Linked DNA regions of Sus scrofa: region 1 is linked to region 2. Evidence: chromatin contacts called from public HiChIP or PLAC-seq data. All regions are on one chromosome and are shown on one strand. Each heading gives the region's core, a stretch centred on a gene start, on an enhancer-like site or on the middle of the called end of the contact. The rest is flanking DNA. Distances are from core to core; before and after follow the strand shown. Region 1 overlaps CD96 (CD96 molecule). Region 2 overlaps ABHD10 (mycophenolic acid acyl-glucuronide esterase, mitochondrial).

Region 1 (7,616 bases), core at 3,340-5,839, 400 kb after region 2:
CCTAGCCTGGGAACCTCCATATGCTGCAGGTGCGGCCCTAAAAAGAAAAACAAAAAAGTGTTCAGCACCAAACAGACATTGAGAACATTACGTTGAACTGAAATAGCTTTAAGTAAGTTCTCAAGGGGAGCAGACAGAGCTGTCTATGAACCAGTGGAGAAACTGACACAACCCTCGCCTCTCAGCCTCTGCTCACTGAAGGCCTCTGGCCAGGCATTTCTGACTCCCTCCTGAAGACTGACTGGGGTTGTGGCAGCACACTCCTTCCACAGCAGAGCAGACTGGAAATTCCAGAGAGTGCATGGCCATAACAGATGGGAGCTGGAGGGAAATACCCCAGCTTAGTTGCCTTCATTTGGGATAACTGTGATATTTGTTCTCCCAGCATTCCCAGAGGGAAAAAGCTCTAAACCCACAATGGTAACCAGCTTGATAATGTACAGTATCTCCTTTCCCTTTGTTGGACATATTTTCCTAATCCTATGTTTCCTAGGATTGCCTCTCAAATGAATTAATTCAAATTCTTGTCCTAAAGTTTTCTTTCAGGGAAACCCAAACCAAGACATAACCTAAAGCAGTAGTGGAAGGAGGGCTATTTCTGCTCTCCTATTAGCAGCAAATGCCAGCAGAAGGAAGGACTTAAAAGAAAGAACAATCCCTAAAAGCTGCGGGGTGACAGAGAGAGACAGATTCTTTTTTGGGCTCAGGACAATTACGTTCAGAGTTTAGGAGTGCAGGAGAGCAAACTTGTGATGGCAGGTGACTCCCTACTAAAGAAAGTAAAGTCAGAGAAGGCTAGTGCTAGGGGTGCCAGGAGTGGCAGAGGGCACGCCTCTGGCCTCTGATCTGTCTGAGAATGAAGGTGTTCAGGAAGAAGAAATAAACTGGATTTAGGGTGTGCAGAATGGCTCTGGGATACAGTTGAGAATTTACTTCAAGGTTTTCGTGTTTTTGTTTTTGGCTTACTCTATTTGAGGAATTGCCCAGAGAGGCAGAGTGGGTTCTGAATAGGTATGTGTTATCCCTGTGTGCCAGGCTTGCTCTGATACACACTTGGGTGATGCCCCCAAATAGATTAAAGACTGGATAAAATTATCCAAACACAACTTAGCTGGTCCATTTGCTAAAGGAGAAGGCCAGGAAGCAGGAAAAAATCTAATTCTATGAGCAGTAGGCAGAGTCTCATATTTTTAAGGATCCACTGAAAGGTGTTCAAAGAAGAAGCAAAAGGAAATATAGACAGAGAGATGGAGAGACAGGGTGATAAGGGTAAGATATAAAAGAGTCAAAAGCATCCACACCAAGATGAAGGTATTTTAATGCAGCAAAGAAATACAGGACATGGTTTAAATGTTGGCAAGGCAATGAGATCGAGTTATGGTACAAAAACCCTTGGTCAAATGGCATACAGTTTGCTTAACACAGAATTATTTCTTTTCCTATCTGGATGGCTGCCTTTATTGATTCGTGGGCAGTCAGGCCAGATGAGTCAGTTTCATGTTTGTGCTAAGACAATCATACCCCGGTAAATGAGAGCATGGGATATCAATAAAAGAGATGGATAGTCTTTCCAACTCATCGCAGGACATTGTTTAGGCTCCATAAGGAACCTGACTAATCATCAGGGGCAGTTGATTGTTTCCTAGACCATCCCTGAGGAGAGATGGGGAAAGAGGGAGGGAAGGGCAGGAAGAAGAGAGTGAGAGCCAGAGAAAGAGGTAAAGGAAAAGCTATAAGCAAGAGACTTCAAGCTAAATATATTTTGGCGGTAGTTATCCCCCTCTTTGTGAACTAAAGGGGTTCATGTTTCCTTCAGAATGCTGAACTGTGTGACCTCTAATAATTATGCAATAAGATGCCAAGGAAAAACAAAGATTTTTCACTTGTCTTATTCAGATAACTGAGGGAAAATCTACCAGCCCACATTTTAGGTCCTATGAATTATTTTCTCTTTGTTTACCTCATTTTAAAAAACAGTTAATTGCTCATCCATATCACTGTTTTTCTTTGTCTTCATTTAAAAATGTTTTTTAAAAAACACAGATCTTGGTCACAAAAAATGAAAACTATCCCAAGCCAAGAGTTTCTGTTTATTAATATTTCCTTGCACCACTGAGCAAAATAGAATTTTCACATTTCTTAAATTTGCATCCTGCAGAGTGTCTGCAATTTGATTGAGGCCACAGGGGATATTTCAGCTAGGCTCTACTCTGCTGCAAATGCAAGGTCAGAGGCCACCCCTGCAGGTTCCTTTGCTGGAGAAACTGGACAGTCTCTCACCCCAGCTGGCCTTGCTGGGGGTGAGGGGACCCTGCAGAGCTTCTTTGAACTGTTTTATCATCTTCCTTTTTGTACACTGGCCTTATTCCACCTTGCTCCAGCAAGCAACTAAGACAATTAACAACTAAGCAATCGGACTTTGGCAGTTATAATTAAAGAGACTTCCACTATTCTTAGGAAACTAAAATTGCACATAATGGAGTTCCTGTCGTGGCTTAGCAGGTTACGAACCTGACTAGTAGCCATGGGGATGTGAGTTTGATCCCTGGCCTCACTCGGTGGGTTAAGGATTCAGCATCGCTGTGAGCTGTAGTGCAGGTCATGGACGCAGCACGGATCTGGCATTGCTGTGGCTGTGGTGTAGGCCAGCAGCTGCAGCTACAATTTGACCTCTAGCCTGGGAATTTCCATATGCTGCACATGTGGCCCTAAAAAGCAAAAAAAAAAAAAAAAAAAAAAAAAAAAAATTGCACATAAGATAGTGGTTACCAGGAAAATGACTAATCTGCGGCTTCCTGCATGATTTTATTCCATTAACTGAACTGTCATTCTGTAGCTTCCTACCCTCATCCCCACTCCCACCATGCCTGACAAGTGTCAAGGCAAACAGAACTCCAGAATAGCCACACCTGTGTGGCTATTCTCCAGCTAACAGTGTGCTTCCCTCTCTAGGGGAGAGAAGGCAGGAGACAGTGACAGGAGGATGGCAGTGAGTCCAGAGAACATAAACTCTTACCAAAAACCTTGACCGTGGTGGAGCTCGCCAAGATTTTGCCAGGCCTGACTACAATGTGGCAAGAGAACTTCTGGTCATCGTCGTGGATTTGGACTGGAGAGAGGTGGAGTGTGTAGTTTGTACCCAGCTTGACTCTGTCTTTAAAAAATGTGGAACTGCTGATGGGGTGATCTTGGGTGATAAGTGTTTCCTGCGTTCCATTACCCTCCTGATGAGACAAAATGGTTACCAGCTTTGAGTACTCAACTCTGCCAGCTCTGGACTAGGTGTTCCACGTGCATGAATTCATTTATACCTTTAACAATAGAGACGATGAATGAGAAAGTGAAATTAAGAGATTCTGGGGAGTTCCCGTCGTGGCGCAGTGGTTAACGAATCCGACTAGGAACCATGAGGTTGCGGGTTCGGTCCCTGCCCTTGCTCAGTGGGTTAACGATCCGGCGTTGCCGTGAGCTGTGGTGTAGGTTGCAGACGCGGCTCGGATCCTGCGTTGCTGTGGCTCTGGTGTAGGCCAGTGGCTACAGCTCCGATTGGACCCCTAGCCTGGGAACCTCCATATGCCGCGGGAGCGGCCCAAGAAATAGCAAAAAGACAAAAAAAAAAAAAAAAAAAAAAAAGAGATTCTGAGTATGTTACTAGAAAAAGTATCATTACACTTGACCTTCAAATAAAAATCAGTCATTCTCTCCTAATACAAATAGAAAATTGCTGCTCTTCCGATTAAAACTTCCCCTACATAACTTTCCATAAGCTGTATATCAGGGGTGAGATTTCGGAAGTAAGCCTTGGGAGCTCATGTCTGATCATAATTCTCATTTCAAGTCTTGAAATCTTGATGCTAAGATGTGCTCAGGAGGCTGTATCAGTTTTGCTTATCAAATCTTCACTGAACTGGGTGATCACAGAAATTCTCTCTTCCCAGAATTCCTTTAGAAAAGGTCTCATTTTAGCTCCCCTTGGAGCCAGGAACAAAATTAGGTAAGAAGAGACTCCTAGGATGCAAAATTTAAGGAGGTCCCTCAGGATTTTATAAGTGCAGGCTGGGCACCTGAGAATCAGTGCCTCCTTAAATGTTGTGCCTTGGCACCTCCTTCCCTCAGCCTAGCTGTGGCCCTGATCCTTCTGCCTTATTTCTGTGTGTGACCTTCAAAGAGGACACATAAAGAGTAGGCTGTAAACATTAATTGGAATTTTGGAGCACAGAGTTTAGCTGGATTACTTGGTTTCTATCCATATCCATTTTTGGGTCTGTGAAAAACAGCCTCCATTATTCTTGCCTTAATCTGAATTTCACTGACGTGGTTCTGGGTGTGCCACAGTGTTGTTCAGCGTCAGTCAAGGGGTTGGGAAAAGGGCCTGGTGAGGAGGGAACTCTTGAGGGGCACAAGGGTGGAGGAAGGGTTGTGTCCTTATATCCCTTTAGTGTAACTCAATATTTTCAACTGCGTCGCTTTGAACACATTCTGATGCACAAGCATCTTCTGTGGAGATTCTAACACAGTTGTTCTGGGATGACTCTCATCCCAGGGCATTTTTTAAAAGATCCCCAGAGGAGCCAGAGCTGAGAACCTACTGGTCTGACTCAAAACCACAGATGAATCATTATGCGCAGGGGTCAGGAGAAATGGAAGGAACTGAAAAGGGTATGTGTCAGGTGGGGAAGAGGTCATGAAATAAGAAAAACAAAGTTCTGTGACTTGGAATCTCTGGTTAAAAAAACAAGAGATTCAGGGTAGAGGGAAGGGAAGCTAGATAAGGGAGAGAATTCAAGGCTGGGCTTGGAGCAGAACTAGTGGGAACAGGAAGGCAGACAAATAATTTATACAGATATTCCCAGAATATCCTTTGTAGAATCCCTTACATAAGACACAATTCTTTTAGGTGAATATAGTGAGGACTGGTATCAGCTTTACCTAGAGATATACAGATAATACCATCAGCAGAGAACACAACCCACTTAGGACAAAGTATATACCTTTATACCTACGTAAAGAAGGACCTAAGAGTCTTCTTAATGAGGAAGGGTACAGAAAATGAAAAGGAGAGAGCTTATGTTCGGAGACGGGCCCCAAAGGAGCTCTAAGGATTGGGTGGTGCCAGCAGAAGAAAGATGAGAGCATTTCACTCAGCGTCTGCAGAGCAGGAGGCCAGCAATTAAGGAGGCAGGCTCCCCCTGCAGGTTCTTTAACACAAGCTAAGTTTTACAGCTCCTGTTCTATGCACAGGGACTGCTTTTGTATGACTTGGAGTTCAGAATTCTTGGCCTTTCAGTAAATGTCTTGCCAGTTGGAACATTTCCATCTGTCACTTTGTTGTTGAAAAAGGGCAGTCAGAGGCTGAGGATGGTGACTGATGAAAAAAACTGCTTTTCCGTTATTGTGCAGTAGGGGTGACTGAACGGAGTTGTTTAATTGAAAGAGAAAAGATATTTTTAAAAAATTAGGCATAGGGTTTTCTGTTTGTTCGTTTTCTGGGAGTCTGACTATTGTGGAGGAAAGACTTCTTCCTTTGTTTGGAAGGATAGATTCTGTTGGAAAGTGTGCCCTGTAACCTACAGCATCAGGGAATCCTGAGAGATGTTAGAGGCCCTAGATATAAAGGGGTAGGACAAGAACCTGCACGTGAGCGTCTGCCTTCAGGGAGCAAATGGGAGGAGAGGTGAGAAAAGACTTTACAGGCAACCAATGAAATAAATATCTACCCATGGAAGAGGGAGAAGCAATATTAATATTATGCTATATCCACTACTAAATTTCTATATTATTATTAGGCACTGCTTAAATTTACTTAGCATCTACTGTGTTTTAGGCACTGCACCAAGTACTTTTAAGTCTTACCTTATTTACTCCCTTACAATAATCTGGAATAAAATGAAGTTAAGTAGCTTGCTCGAAAGTCACACAAAGAAGGTACTTAAGTCATAGCATCAAATAAGGGACAAGTATGCCTCAGAGACAGCACATATTAATAAAACCTAATCATCATGAAACAAACAAAAATTTTTGTGGCTTATCTGGAATGAAAAAAAATTTTTTAAATTCCAGGAAGCCAGAGGAATTTGGAGATTATAAATTGGAGATTACAGAATGAACAATTTGTTAACTGAAAGGAGCCTTTGGCGATAGGGGTTAGAGAATATACCTCAACTCCTGATAATAATGATTCTAGGTAGCCTGTTCTGCAGGAAACAGACTGGTAGGGGGTCTTGTACAGTCCTTATTTTTTCCCAGTTTTCTTTTTCTTATTCTTTAAAGAAAAGACTTTGATAAATTTTCTAATATTTATAAATATTTCTAAAACTTCATGGGATTTTCAACTTGGTAGACTCTTACAATTAAACAAGGAATGTAAATCAAAAGAGCTAAGACACTTACATGAGTTCTAATTCTCAGTAGATGTTCATTTAATACCAGCTCCCCACCCACCAGCCTCCCCTGGATCAACCTGGTGTGAATTCATGAGTTTTTACTCTCTGCCTGGCTAAACTGAAGAATTATGGCAAGTCCTAAAATGAACACTTTAAAAATTAGTTTTTAATATGTTGAACATAGGTACAGTGCTAAGTTATTTGGTACTTTATAGAAAAACCATGGGGCCAGTACTATAATTGCCCCCTTTTGCGGATGATAGAACTAAAACTCAGGCTAGGCAACACAGCCAAGGTCATAGAGAATTCTGAGGCAAGAGGAAAATGTGTGGTTCTTCATGCACTTATCAAAATATTCTCCCATATTTTGGCTCCGTGGAAAAAGTTTTTTAAAAAACCTCTACAATTTAACATTTAGAAAAATGACTACACAAAACCATGTGTTGCTCAATCTTTTCTCCTGCCATGTCAATCTTCAGACCCCGCCCGTGGGGGGCACATTGCCATGAAGACCCAGGAACCTCAGGCTGATTGGGAAATCCTGTTCTTTAAACAACACAGCAGGGTCTCAAAACAAAGAACATACCTTTCTTTAAACATCTGACATTTTGTTCATCATGGATTGTCCCTAAATTTTGATTTTAAAACATACTTTATTGAGATATATACTTGATTAATGATTTTTTGAGTGCTCCCTTAAATTCTGTACCCAAGGTTAAGGCTCTATTCACCTCACCCTAATTCTAGCTCCCAGGGCACATAGCTAGTAAATGGCGGAGCCAGGATTTGCAGATAACGATTTCCTTCTAAGAGCCATGCTGCTAATGACTTTGCTATATACAGCCTCACCAAAGCAGTAGAAAGGACAGTCCTTGACTTTTCTGCTGAGATTCTGTTGGAGAAGAAGAATATATTTACAAGAAAAACAAACAGAACATCAGGACCTACAGAACAAAAATAAATGCATAGTTAAATAATACATGGGAGTTGGGTAAAACAACTAGTATGATGAGGGCGGGTGGGATCATAATGAATCATGGAGAACTCCTCCTGAAGGTCTCTTAATGACCTGACAAAAATTTTGCAGAGGGGTTCCTATTTTAGTACTAGAATCAGAATTTTCAATACAGAAAAGAGACTGGGGTACTACTGGACTTAGTGAAGTTACCTCATCTATGGGTCCGCAGCTCCATGTCACAGCCACAGCACCAAGGCAGATGCTGAGTGTACCCA
Region 2 (7,560 bases), core at 1,595-4,094:
GGCCTCATTTGTAGCATATGGGAGTTCCTGGGCTACGGGTCAAATTGGAGCTGCAGTTGCAGTCTACACCACAGCCATGGCAACACCAGATCCAAGCCACAGCTTGAGGCAACACTAGATCCTTAACCCACTGATTGAGGCTAGGGATGGAACCTGCATCCTTATGGACACTATGTCAGGTTCTTAACCTGCTAAGCCACAACAGGAACTCCTTTTTCTTCTTTGTCTTTTCCTCCTCCTCCTGCTCATTCACCATCCAGAGCAGTGGTTCTCAAATTTCACCTGGGGACATACTCCCTGTTTCTGATTCAGTAGGTCTTGGTGAAACTCAAGAATATATACTTCTACAAATTTTCAGGTGATGCTGTTGCTGCTGGCCTGAAGACTACTTTTTGAAACACTGCTCTGGACCATTTTTCTTTAATTTTTCTGTGCCTCAGGCCTGCTAGGATCTTAGTTTCACAGGTAAAATTTAGATCCCTAGGAAAAAGATGCCCAAGGAGAACTCAATCAATTGAGTTCTGCAATCAATTGCAAAACAAAAAAACTAACACACAAAAAGCTATTTTTTATCCTTGAAGACAGATATCTGAAATGCTTAAAACATATGTCCAGTAATAAAGTATCATAAACTAATTGCCTTCCCTGTTATTTCAGAAACCTCATTTCTAATATGATTGGCTGAAGAACACGTTAATGATGAAGGCACCCTTTTTAAAACAAAATATGAGAATTGGGAGTAGAAGAAGGATGCCCACTTGGTGTCTAAGTCAGGAATGGTAAACCTCATTGCTTGTGTGTGACTGACAATGTGTGCCCTGAGAGCTCTGCCGAGAGAGGATCTGAGGCTTTCAGGCTAAAAAACAGTTCCATAATTGATTAGCCAGTCTAACATGTTCATAGAATAGGTACTATTTCCTACAGGCCATATAATAAGATTAAGAAGTATAAAAAAAAGATCATGATGTATGATTCAAACAAATAAATGTGATTAACATGAAAACATTGCTAAAACAAGAAATTTAAAGTGTGACTTTATTACTGTGGCTCAAATACCTGGCAGAATGAATGAAGGGACTGTGAAGAAAAAGAAACCTTAAACAGAAGACCACACAGTTAAAGGTGGCAAAGAGATTGTACACAAAAAGGCAGCTAAAACAAAAGATGGGCCTGTATCATGAGTCAAAGAACAAATGACACATGAACAAAATTCAAAGAAAGAGGGAGCAGAATGACAGGAGGGATACCTTGAGGTTGCCTGGGACTTACCTCAACAGGAAGCTGATTAAACTGTGTCACTAGGCCATCTACAGCTGTGGCTATGCCAACAAGAGCTACAACCTTTTGTGGTCGCGCGATTGCTGCATGAAGCATTAGCCATCCACCCAGGCTAGATCCAACCAGTATCTAAGAATAAACACACATTTTACAGAGGAATTTCTTTTTCTTTAGTGTAAGGGACTGATCTATGAATAATTTCATAGAATGTGTATACTTTCTTCCTTTTAATCCACTGGCTTCCAGACTTTTAATATCTGGGACAAAGTAAAATTAAAATTATAATTACTTTTTGTTAAAGTATTAAGTATGTAATAGAAAGTACATTAGACAAACAAAATTTGTAAAGTGAAAAGTAAAATGCTACTTACATTTTATGAGAAAGTAAAAATGAGAGAACTGATCGATCGGTTTGATATGAAATATAAAAATTGATTGTTCGACATTTAAAATATTACGTACATTTTCACGTCTAAAGAAACAGCTCAAATATCATGGGGTTATAGTCAACAATTATCATCATATTTAACAAAAGTAGTCACCTGTGGTCCTTCAGCCAATTCATCAATTACAGAAAGAACATCTTTTCTCCATTTTCCCACTGTGCATTCTTTTAAGTTACCATCTGAATTTCCAATTCCTGAGTAATCGAACCTGGAAAAAGAGAAAACATAACTATATCTAGATATCTATGTATTTGCTTCTCTTTTATGGAAGATAGCACACTAATCATTATTATAATGCCTAAAATCTATTAACACAAAACAGTGAAGTCAATATACATTTCAGCAAATCACAATGGCTTAACCTGAAAATTATCTCCCACATCCACTTTCTCACCTCCTCCACTGCTGCCAGCCTGGTCCAAGTCACAATCCTTCTCCATTGAATTAATGCAACAGTCTCCTAGTAAATCTCCATTTTAATTTTTCTCTCTCATAATCTACCCCCACCCCTAGTAGTTCAATGATCCTTTTAAAACAAAAATCACATCTTGCACAAACCCCCCAAAGGCTTGGTATAATCTTTATGTAAAATCCAAAGTCCTTCCCATCCTCTAGGTCCTAACCACCTCTCTGATCTCATTTCATACTGTTCTCTCTCTCCCTCTTCCAACTGTATCCTCACTTTCCTTCTTAAAGTTAATGAAATACACACCCACAGTCCTGCCTCAGGAGTTTCACATCAGCTGGTCCTTCCACATGGAACACTCTATCTCCAGACACGCACCTAGATCACTCCATCACTTCATTCAGGCCTTTGGTTCAAATGTTACATTTCCAGAAGCCTTCTCTGACCACTCAACTTAAAGTCGTGCTTCTTTTGTCATTCTCTATTTCCTTACCCTGCTTTATTCTCTTCATAGCAAATATTGCTACTTAACATTATATACGATATATGATTACTGGTTTGTGGTCTGTCTCCCACACTAGAATGGAAGCTGTGTAAGGGCAGAATATTTGTTCACCACTGCTCTCCCAGTGCCTAGATCAGTTCTCTGCACATGCTAAGTGCTTAGTATATGTCTCCTAAATCAGGAGAAGGAAAAGAGAAGTCCAGAATCAAATTCATCATCACTAGCCTGTCCACTTGGTTTTCTTTCTCTTTCAACTTCCTAGTTCTCCAGGCTCAGAGTCTGTCTGATTTGTGAATTTTACCTCTCCTTCAAGGTCTCAATTCAATAAATCATGAACTATCTTATCAGTTCTGCAGATTGCCCTAAATCCTAGTCATACTTAACTACTCCCAATTCCTGGATAAGCCCTTTGCTAACTTTGAGTCTTTGCATGCTCTTCCACTGCCTAAAAAACTTTCCTTCTCCATTCAAATGCCTACTCATCCTTTAAGTCATGTCATCTCTATTGAGGAACTATCTTTGACATATGTGCTGTTCAACAGTAGTCAGCCTCTTCCTTTTTTTTTTTTTTTCGTCTTTTTGCCATTTCTTGGGCCGCTCCCGTGGCATATGGAGGTTCCCAGGCTAGGGGTCCAATCGGAGCTGTAGCTGCCAGCCTACGCCAGAGCCACAGCAACGCGGGATCCGAGCCGCATCTGCGACCTACACCACAGGTCACAGCAACGCCGGATCGTTAACCCACTGAGCAAGGGCAGGGATCGAACCCGCAACCTCATGGTTCCTAGTCGGATTCGTTAACCACTGCGCCACGACGGGAACTCCAGCCTCTTCCTTTAATATGTGCTCAATTAACACTTTTCATATCGTGTATTACAATCAAATTTTAAATATATGTCTCTCTCTTACTACGATGTCAGCTCTTTAAGGGTAGACTGTCATATTCAAATTTGTTTTTCCAGGGTCTAGAATACTGCCTGCCCTGTACCATCCTCACTCATTCTCATTTCTTCTCACATTCAGACCTTTCTCCTCAGTTTGGGAAGACTGGTATCGTGGTACAGGTCTGCCATCTCAAACCCAGCCTATCACAGCAGCCTCCTCATTGTGTCTCTATGGCTCTGTTCTCTCCAAATGGATCTATTTTATACCTGTCAGGTATTTTCCTGAAACATTATATTGATATGGCATGAACTTCAATGACTCCTTAAGACACATAACATAAAAATTTAGTGCTTTAGCTGTTTTTTAAGAACATTATATTTTCAGTCATCTCAGATCAACCTTTTATCACCTCCTCTGATGAAACTACTGCTTTAGCCAAACTGATCAACTTGCTCTTTCTAAAACAGACTCTGATTTCTGTCTCTGTTTTATGCCTCATCCATTTATTTCACCTAGAACTTCTTCTCCCATCACTTCACTACTAATATCTTCTCTCAGAGCTTAGTCCAAATGGACTTTTGCTTGAAATGCTTCTCAGACAAGTTGGGAAAAAAACAAAACAAAACAAAAAACCTCTACAAAGTGAAACTTCTACATAATTCACTCTTACTAGTAACAATTTTATTAATTCTGCTCTATGACAATTTATGTGTGTGTATATATGGCTCATCATTCCTATCAGACTGTAAGATCATGGAGGGGAAAGACCATTATCTTATTTTTGTCTCTGCATTCTTCATAGTGGCCAGGCATGTAAGCCTCAGACACTGAGTATTATAATACACACTAAATGAACAGAAGTAGGAGGTAAAAGTGAAAAAATTATTTTATTCCAATTTAAAGCTTTTTTTTTTCTAATTCTTACAATCTGGTGAAAACTAATAAATCCTAGTGTTTTTAGTGTCCATGTAAGAATATATATGTGATATACAGTGTATATATTTTTTCCAGAGATAAGGGATTTATAAGCAATGGAGAAAGACATTAAAATTTTCTTTAGGTATGAAGTGAGTGGTTTTGGAACCTTGGGAGATAGTAATAAGAAGGCAGCTGCTGAAGTCTAAATCATAGTTATTATTTCTCCTCAATCCACGAGATGTATAAGACAGACCACAGAGAAGAGGAGAGAAAGGCACCACTAGTTCTCCTTTACCCACCTCAGTGGGCAACTGGACAACTCTATTTGTTGTACTGGTTACAGATGGCTTCCAAATATATGGTGAAGATGCAAAACACACGGAGAGGGCTTTCAAAAAGGAAAATTTAAACATTCAGTGATATTAATATATTACAATTAAAAAATATAGTTCATTTTTGCTGAACTATATTTCAGCAAGAGACAAAGATAATTAAAAAATATTCAGCATTTTAAAACTTTTAAACTCAGTCCTAGCAGCCTCAATACTCTGGGACATATTCCCAAATCTAGAATTTAAAATTCTATTAGAAATAATTATGAGAGAATATCAGCCCTAAAACCATGTGTCATATTCCTGAGCTCTGACTCAATCTTACTTCAGGCATGGTGACAGGATATTAAGAAACCATTTTCACAGAACCAATATGCACTATATCTTACATAATACACAAAAACTAACCATTTCTTTATTTAGGGTTAACATTTTAGAGCCAAAATCGCAACAAAAGTAAACCGAGAAACTGGAAGTATAAAAGATAAAATAGAAGATAAAATCTCTTATAACAAGCTTTAATGCAATCAACAGCCAACAGTGATTAGATTGCAATGAAGTTTGATAAAAGCAAATAAAAAGGAACTTGAGCAAATTAAAAATTGTAACAAGGGCTATACCTTATAAAGGTTTATAAAGATACACTTAGGCTATATTTTAATACAGTACCACTTAATAGTCTGTATACATTACAATTTCATCATGATTACTTAATATACCTTTAAAACATATACCTCATATGTATCCAAAATGCAGAAAATCCCTCTAAATGTCTTAATGGGAGAGAGAACTTTGTTATAGCTCTCATAGTCTCAATTTAAATTCAAGAACTGATAAAATGTTTTCGTTTTTTTTTTTTTAATTTTTTTTATTTAAGGCTGCAGGTGTGGCATATGGAAGTCCCCAGTCTGGAGGTCAAAGCTGCAGCTGCTGGCCTATGCCATGGGGAATCCAAGCTGCATCTGGGACCTACACCACGCTTTCGGCAATGCTGAATCCTTCACCCATTGAACGGGAGGCCAGGGATCACTGAACTGAATCCTCATGGATACTAATCACTGAACTGAATCCTCATGGATGCTAATCGGGTTTGTTTCCACTGAGCCACAATAGGAACTCCCTAAAATGTGATTTCTTGATTCAAAGTGTTTTGCCGACAAAAAAGGAGAATGATGGCAATTTTTCTGACATTATCATGTTTTGCTCAGGGTTGTCTTCCTTTCTGGATAGCTCATTTTTACCCAAATCCTGACTATTTTTCAGTGTTCCTTTATAAAGTTTTTTCTATTCAATTCAACTCCCAGCTTTCTCTCTTTTTTTTTTTAATAAAATTTTATTGACATATAGTTGACTCTCTCATCTTATATAATTAAGTATCCTGCTCTTTGACATGATCACATTTTGATGAATATTTCCAACTAACTTTCCATATGCATTTTATCTTGAATTTTCCCACCCTGACTAAAAGATCTTTAAGTGACCATATTTTATAATTTGTATATTGACAGAACCAGTATAGTGCTAGAAAATCTACTTGTAAAAGATACGCTAGTCCTCAGAATAAGTTAGGTCAGAACAAATTTTTTAGTTTTAAGAATGGAAATGAAATAATTCAGTTAATTTGGTAAAAGGAGTAAGATTAAATCCATATAATTGAAATAATTTCTGCTAATATATTGCATAAAAGTCTTATTTTTAAGTCTAGAAGTTTTATTTTTAATTTTTATTTCTAATTACTTATTATGTTATTTCTAAAAGCTGTATTTTCCAGACCTATTAAGTGGACATTAGTGCAATTCTTCTAAAATACTAGATAAATAGATTTTTTTTTTTTTAGGCTGTTAGTGCTAGAAAAGAGCTCAGAAATTATCTTTTGTCCAATCTCCTCTTTTTATGATGAAGAAAATAAGTCCAGCATTTATTAACTGACTCACCTTGTCAGTTTTTGCAAGAATTAATTCTAGAGCCCATGTTTCTTGAATTCCAGGCCAGTGCTCTTTTCACTAAACTATCTCTTCTAGCAAATTAAGCACTAAATAAATGATTGTTATAAGCAAACAAACCTAATAAAATGTAAACATATTATTTTAGTAAAATAATTATTAGCATGAAATATTAGGAATTTGGAAACCAAGTTGTAATTAAACAACACATATCCCTTTTTTTAAAACAACACACATTCTTATTTATGCTTATACATACTCAGACTACTGCAGTGAGAGGAAAGAGAAAACTCGGTGGAAATGTAAGTTACATAATACTAAATTTACAGTACTTTTAAACACATATATTATTTTAAACCATATATTTTAAAAGTAAGGAAATAAACAATGATCAAATAAAAGTCCTTAAGTCCTCAAAGGAAAACCACAATATAATTACAAGAGATTATAAGAAAGCCAACTGGTATACTGGTTTGTTATATTAGAATATTGTTTGTAAAAAGCTTAGTTACCACTAGTTTGTTTTTCTGCCAACACTGTCAGTGTGACACAAAGACCTTTAAACCAGGCCTTTTAAAGACTGCATTTTACAAGAACCCTAAATCACAGGATGAAAATTTACAAACCATTAAAATAAATTAATCTATAAAAATGCTAGCATTTTTTTCTATTGGTTGAAGCAGAAGTTATTTTCTACTGCCATGCTAAATGGTAGTAATATTTTCTCTGAAATGTGCTGTTCTTACCTTATATAGGCATGACCCAGAGATTTGCAAAAATCCTCGATTGCCAATGCTTTTGTACCATTCATAGTAGAAATATAGCCAGGAATGAAGATAATTCCTGGACT

What was found. HiChIP or PLAC-seq counts read pairs in DNA pulled down with a chosen protein or histone mark.
Region 1: a contact with region 2 is called in an H3K27ac HiChIP or PLAC-seq map of alveolar macrophages. The contact joins two enhancer-like sites. A contact is called at or near these places in 1 of 47 Hi-C or Micro-C datasets (embryonic fibroblasts) and 1 of 2 datasets of contacts at active chromatin or transcription factors (alveolar macrophages).

The regions. Positions count from the first base shown.
Region 1 is chr13:148,165,197-148,172,812 of Sscrofa11.1, forward strand. CD96 (CD96 molecule) reads right to left here. Exons shown (of 14, transcript NM_001243480.1): 4 at 3,017-3,224. Among named protein-coding and RNA genes, the nearest start is that of ZBED2, 12 kb to the left of the region's middle. Within about 2 kb of position 4,590, at least 11 of the 83 cell types and tissues checked have an H3K27ac peak or open chromatin away from gene starts, as enhancers often do. A contact at or near this core is called in alveolar macrophages, where this site is marked.
Region 2 is chr13:147,765,252-147,772,811 of Sscrofa11.1, forward strand. ABHD10 (mycophenolic acid acyl-glucuronide esterase, mitochondrial) reads right to left here. Exons shown (of 5, transcript XM_021070392.1): 2 at 7,457-7,560; 3 at 1,821-1,932; 4 at 1,270-1,407. Among named protein-coding and RNA genes, the nearest start is that of ABHD10, 9.0 kb to the right of the region's middle. Within about 2 kb of position 2,845, at least 3 of the 83 cell types and tissues checked have an H3K27ac peak or open chromatin away from gene starts, as enhancers often do. A contact at or near this core is called in alveolar macrophages, where this site is marked.